2 separate regions of the Capra hircus genome follow, and region 2 is linked to region 1. Evidence: chromatin contacts called from public Hi-C data. All regions are on one chromosome and are shown on one strand. Each heading gives the region's core, a stretch centred on a gene start, on an enhancer-like site or on the middle of the called end of the contact. The rest is flanking DNA. Distances are from core to core; before and after follow the strand shown.

What was found. A called contact is a pair of places that touch in the nucleus more often than the background predicts.
Region 2: a contact with region 1 is called in a Hi-C map of blood, with 3 times the contacts expected there. The contact joins two enhancer-like sites. A contact is called at or near these places in 2 of 5 Hi-C or Micro-C datasets (both in blood).

The regions. Positions count from the first base shown.
Region 1 is chr9:28,817,824-28,821,213 of ARS1.2, reverse strand. All of the region lies in intron 1 of FOXO3 (forkhead box protein O3), which reads left to right. Among named protein-coding and RNA genes, the nearest start is that of FOXO3, 96 kb to the left of the region's middle. Within about 2 kb of position 2,138, at least 3 of the 5 cell types and tissues checked have an H3K27ac peak or open chromatin away from gene starts, as enhancers often do.
Region 2 is chr9:28,905,201-28,908,293 of ARS1.2, reverse strand. The region is part of intron 1 of FOXO3 (forkhead box protein O3); the gene reads left to right. Among named protein-coding and RNA genes, the nearest start is that of FOXO3, 9.3 kb to the left of the region's middle. Within about 2 kb of position 1,378, at least 2 of the 5 cell types and tissues checked have an H3K27ac peak or open chromatin away from gene starts, as enhancers often do.

The sequences.
Region 1 (3,390 bases), core at 889-3,388:
TTCTCCAAGGGATCTTCCTGACCCAGGGAATGAACCTGGGTCTCTTGTATCGCAGGTGAATTCTTTACCTTCTGAGCCACCGGGGAGGAGGCTTTAAGTAGCATGTGTTTGCCCAGCCCCTTGTGGGAAGGGGAAGGGATTCAGTCACATCAGGAAGAAACCTGGAGCCAGGAGGGCAGGGGTGGCCAAATGCTGCAGCTTTAACCTGCTTTCTGGAGATTGTCTTTCCTTTGACTGCATGCATTAGTTGCTGCTTCCTCGGGGGTGGGAAGGAGGACGTGCGGAAGCCGGAGGGGTTTGGGGGTGGGGAGGCTGCTGAGGGGAGTGGGTGTGGGCAGAGGGTGCGAGGCTGCCAGGGTTCTCTGTGTGCCGGAAGTACAGGTTTGGCTGGGAGGAATGGAATGTTCCCTCTTGCCCTCCAAGAGCAGAAACAGCTGTGGAAGGGCTTGAAAAAAAATTGCTAAATGAAAAAAATAAAAATTAATATGAAAATAAAACCCACACTGGAAAACCCAACAAAACTGTCTGTAATAGCGTAGTAGCTCTTTAAGAGAAATTTCTTCCCATCTAGGATTTCTTGTTCAGTTGAGGGGAAGAGCAAATTGTCTGCCAAGCCTTTCTTTTCCCAAGAAAGCTTCATGTGTCTCATTTGTCTTGGGTAAGAAATGGGTTCATTTTACTGATCACCAGGTTGTTATTATTTTATTCCTCCAAACAAGGAACCGGAACCTACTGCTTACTGTGTGAAAACTTGAAACAAATGTTAGTTTTCCAAAGATCTCTATGGGTAGAGGATTGTCAGCAGATTTAACGGAAATCTTGTTTCTAGCTGGAAATTTAATCCTTCAGACAAATTCCCGACAATGTTTATTTTAGAACATCATCTTTTAAAAATAAGTCCTTTAATGGCTTAAACTTTTAGTGTTTTAGACAAAGGTAAGAGTGGAACTAGCCTGGAACTTGTCTTACACATCAGGGTTGATTATGCAATCCTTTATATGAATGTTTTTCTTTTGTGTCTGAAAGGCTATTATAGTTGGTATTCCATATAGTCAGAAACAATGGCTCTGAATTCAAGTCTGTTTTATGCTGTCATACTTTGTGTACTTGCTTTTGAACAAATTAGCCCCAAAGTCCATAAAATGTAGTAGACAAAGGCAAGCCAGCTAAATGTCTACTGTCTAATGAGAAGGCCCAGCCCTCACTCTTCTCCCTCACATGGGCCCTTCTTGGCCCTTTGCAGTGTCCACTCCCCACCTCCCTCCATCCAGGGTCTTTGCACCAAGTGCAGCGACGTCGTGTTTCCTACAGTCGAGGAAGGAGAAACGGTGTGGTTGTTATTAATGTTCTTGAGATGATCTGCTTAAAATCATGTGCTTTGGATCTCAAGGGAGTTCATTAAGTAATACTTTGCTGTATTCTTAACAATGGAAGCTAATAAATATCTCAGGATTGGGGTACGGCCTTTTCAGTGGTTATTTTTATGCAGTCTATCTTTGGCATTTCATTTGAAGGACAGTCTCTTATAAAAGGGATTATGTGAGGTTGCATTGCTAATTCAGGGAGAGCTCTGAGAATTACAGGGATCAATTACAGTCCCAGCCCATCCCTTCTGTGGCCTGTATCAGTTACTACCTTTGGGAAAGTCCTCTTGCCCCTTTTCTGTCCATGCTTATCCATGCCGGGTGGAGAAGTGGCACAGGGCAGGATGGATGACTGTCCACAAGGCAGTGCAAGGTCAAGGACCCTTCCCTCTCAACTCCTCCCCCCACCTTTTTTTTTTTTTTTTTTTTTTTAGGAAGAAACCCTATCTGGACTCCAGTGATCTGATAGATCGCTCTAACTCTCCGTTTTACTCCCTGCGTATAAACACAGCTTTAATCTGTGAGCCCGATTCTCATCCTATCTTCTAAATGGTGGAAACTTGGGCTTAAAGAACATCTGCTGTGCTGTGTCATCAGACCTGGGGAGACTAGGAATCTTTAGCTTAGAGTCTCAGCCAGCAGAAACGTAAGGGGGAAATTCCAGGGACTCTCAGCTCTGAGCTGATAATCTGGGGAGCTTTCATATTGTGCCTCCCCGAGGCTTACTCACACCAGTCTCCACGACTGAGTGCTTAAAGCCTCCGCAGCTGATTGGAAGAGGCAGCCAGGGTGGAGAACTGATACCTAAGAGAAATCAGGGCATCATCCAGAGAACTGCCTCTGAAAGAGCCTATCATCAAAAGTCAAAGGCTGCATCTCTCCCGAACCTGTCTCTGCGTTGTTGTGCTGTGGTGCACAGCTCCCTGGGTCTCCACTGGGTTTTTCACATGACCTTTGTCAACTGTTCAGCAGTTACATATTTTAGAATTCAGGTCTTTGGCAGTCCCATTCTGAACTATCAGTGACAAGTCAAAGCAAGGACACCTACTTGAAATACTGGTCCTGTGTGCAGCATAGATGAGCACTGGATTTAAAAGCAGTCCTTTATAGATCATCCCCACTGAAATCTCTCATGAGGACCAGGGCACTGCCTGCAGTCTGCTTGGTGGACATCAGTGGGTCTGGCTTGAGAGTTGACAACCATAACTCATTTTGAGATAACCAAAAAAAGGAAGTGACTGAGTAAGGTAGAGGCCTTTAAGAGTTAAATTACACAACTCCCTTTTTATTTTTAAAGTCAGTGGATTCCTTGTTGCCCTTGCTGAGAAAGATAAATTGATACCACATGTTGCTTCCAGACAAAACCCTCTCTGTATTCCAGGGGAAGCACATGCAGCTGGTGTCTGGGTTAGTGGACAGTCTTTACAAGGTAAACATGGGTTGGAAGGGGTTGGAAGGGGTTGGAGCGGACACAGGGTAGCAACAGTTGGGAAATTACCAGCTACTCCTGAGCAGCACGGCACTTTGAAATACTTTTACAAGTTTGAAATCTTTTCCTGAAAGGAGCCGCCCTCTCATCTGGTTTAAAGCATATGATGCTCAGAAAACAGTAAGTGAACTTTTTCGATGTCACTGCTTCCGTGTGTGGAATCTTGACAGTTGAGAGCTGCTTTTGTGCTTGGCACTGGATGAGTAACTTGCATGCATACTTTCATTTAATTGTCCCAAAGATCCTAGAGTTAGAGAGGGTGGTTTTATTCTCATTTTATAAAAGGGGCAACTGAAGTTGGCTCAGTTGTCCAGGGTCACAGGACACACGCCTAGGCCACTATTCTAGCTCCGACCTGGCTGACATTGAAGCCTACCTCCCTCCGTTGGCCACCTTAAAAAACTGCATGTGTGATTTACCCACTTCGTAAATATTGGTGGAATACTTACTTGTTTCAGGCAGCTTCTCTATGACACCTGATCTAATCTAATCTGTTTGGGGTCCATCTGTCTTCACAGCCAGTTGGCATAAATGTAA
Region 2 (3,093 bases), core at 129-2,628, 88 kb before region 1:
GGGCTCACCATGCCTGGGTATCCAAATGCACCCCCATTCTGCAATGAAGAGGTGAGCTTAGAGCAGGGAAGCTGTGGCTCACTTGTAGGGGGAAAGGCCAAGGTGGGAAGTGGCCCCTGCCACACACAAACAAAATGCATTAGCTTTCCTTTGGAAAAGGAAACCCATAATAATTCCAGCAGATGCCTTTGACAGTTTTCAGTATGTGTTTTGTAATTTCTTATTTATTTCTGTGAAGACTTTTGAGTGTGCATGTGTGGGAGAATTCGCATCGTGTTTTTTCTTGTGTTTTGGATGTCTAGTGAAATTAATAACTTGGCTCTTGCAGCCATTGAGAATTTTCTTTAAATTTAGAGCCAGCAGAGGGAGTGCACATGTCTTTAAACTGATCTTGAGTTTTTTTCCCCACATAGCTAAAATAATACCTTGGTTAAAAACACCAAAAAAAAAAAAAATCTGTAATATATAATGTTTCCATGTAGGCTTATGTCATTGTTAGAAAAGGATAATTTGGAGGAGAGAGTGTTTAGAAACCTAAGATAACTTTTTAAAAAAGGAACTTTGGTCTTCTGAGACTTATGGTCTAATTCCCATCCTCAAATAATTACAGACTTTCTAACTGAAAATTTTCCTCCTCTGTTTCACATATTTTTGCTACTTCACTCTTTTTAAAAATGTATTTATTTTTTAATTGAAAGATAATTGCTTTACAGCATTTTGTTGGTTTCTGCCAAACATCAACATGAATCAGCCACTTTCAGTGGAGTCGCAGTACTTCACTCTTGAAAACATGTGAATGTTCTTCTATACCTGATAGCACACATCACAGTGTGTCAAGATCAGTGGGCTCTGTGTTTTAATGCTCTTTTGGTTGAGACTCTTGATGTTTTCCAAGACGTCACTTTCCTATAGGTGAAAGAAAGGCAGAACCTCCATTATTCTTAATTCAGATTTAGCAGGCATGGACCTGCTAGCAGTTTTGTAATCTAAAGTTCTGTAGTTCTGTGTTCTGTAGATTGTCGCACTCTTCACATTGCCCCGTATTCTGGTGGTGGCGGCTTATTTTAATTTGGGAGCTGTAGTGGGTTGAATAGTACCCCTCCAACCCCCCCATTAAGGTCCACCTGTAACCTCAGAGCATAACCTTGCTTGGGACTAGGATCTCTCTGGAGGGAGGTAGTTATATTAAGGTGGAGTCATGTCAGATTCACGTGGGCCCTGGGTCCAGTGACTGGTGTCCGTATGAGGGGGGCAGAAGACATGGTAGATTCAGAGAAGGCTGTGTGACGCCACGGCAGGAGGTGGGGCAGCACAGTCACAAGCCAAGGAGCGCCAGATTGCTGGGGGCGCCAGGGGCTGGTTGGAGGCCAGGTGGCACCCTCCGCTGCAGCCTTCAGAGGGAGCATGGTGCTGCCCACACCTTGACTGTGGACTTCTAGCCTCCAGCACTGTGAGAGAATATGTTTCTATTGTTTGAAGCCCCTAAGTTTGTAGTAATTTGTCATGGTAGCCCTAGGAAACACACAGGAGCACAGGGATGGAAGAGAGGAACATGAAGGGTTGCAGATAGAGGAGAAGAGGAAAAGAAGGTTTTATATTTAAAATTGAGATATAATTGATGTAACAACATTATTAGTGTCAAGTGTACAACATAAAGATTTGCTATTTATACATGTTGCAGAATGATCATCACTGTAAGTCTAGTTAACATTTTTCTTTTTCTTTCTTATGTTGAGAACTTGTTAATATTTACTCTCTGAGCAACTTTCAGATACCTAAGTATTAACTATATTCACCAAGCTGTATATTGCATCCCCAGGACTGACTTATTTTGTAATTGGAAGTTTGTCTCTTTTGACCCGCTTCACCCATTTTGCCCTCTCCCTCCAAATTTATATTTAGATTAAAATTAAAATGTTAATCACTCCTAGGCTACTTTCTGGTAACTTAAATTTCTTCTTTCTTCATCCTGCTGTGAGGCACAGAAGGGAGGTGTGAATTCCCCTGATTTCCCAGTGAGAACTGCTGCAGCGAGCCTTCCACCCTCCGTTTAGCGTGTATCCTGGGCACCCTCCCTAACCCTCCCACTCTGCTTACTCAGTTTCTACTTCGTGAGGCTGGTGGAATGGCTGTACTTGGGGAGTGTGGACTTGAGGTTTAAGGCCAAGGTCTAGCTGAGAGCTTTGGTCTACGATAGTCTTTCAGGGAGGGAGCAGCCTGGGTCCTCAGCGGAAGGAGAAGGTTGAAGAATTCTCTTTTCCCCATCCCAGTCAGGCTTGAGAAAATAGAGCCCCATCAGATTCACTGCCGTCCATGGTGGCAGTAAGGATAATCAGAATCTCTCTGGAGTCTCCTTGGCTCCTCCTGTGCTTGGTTAAAGCCCTTTCAAAGTGTCAACACTTGAGCCTTCAGGCTCCCATCCTCTCTGTATACATTTATGTCCGCAAAACCCAGCCGTCCTGAAGGAGCATGGAGTGGTAGTCCTCATTCAAGTAGCAACAGGTGTTTTCTAGGTACCGTGAAGGTGTTTGAGTTGAATTGTTCAGAAGTATTTCAGAATTAGAATTGCATCTGTTTATGCTCGTATTTCAAAATAGTATTTTGGGAAAAGGGAGCCAGGATTATAAATCAGTTGGAAACACAGTTTGGTTTTTACAATAGAAAGAGGAGTTGACACAAGATATTCTGAAGCCTAGTTATAATAATAATAATAGTAGCTATGATTTATCGAACACTATCATAGGCCAATTACTCAGGTAGATTTTTTACATCTAATATTGATCCTACATGTTAAGCATTTAAGTATAAACCCAATTTAGAGACAAGAAAATGGTTCAGAGAAGTTTAATGCTTGGGATTCAGAGGAAGGTTTCTTTGAATGTCAACATTTTCTGCTAAGCTTTGCTGCCTCCTGAGTGTGGTGGGACTTTGCCTGGCGGTGAGTACAACAATAAGATTAAATAGCTGCCATTGAAAAAGTTGCTACTATGTGCCACATTCTTCGTATATATTACCATCAGTCCTGATGTTAATCTTTCAGAATGCTGTCTTGAATGTTTATCTTCTGGACTGTGGCTGACTCAGGGTAACTGA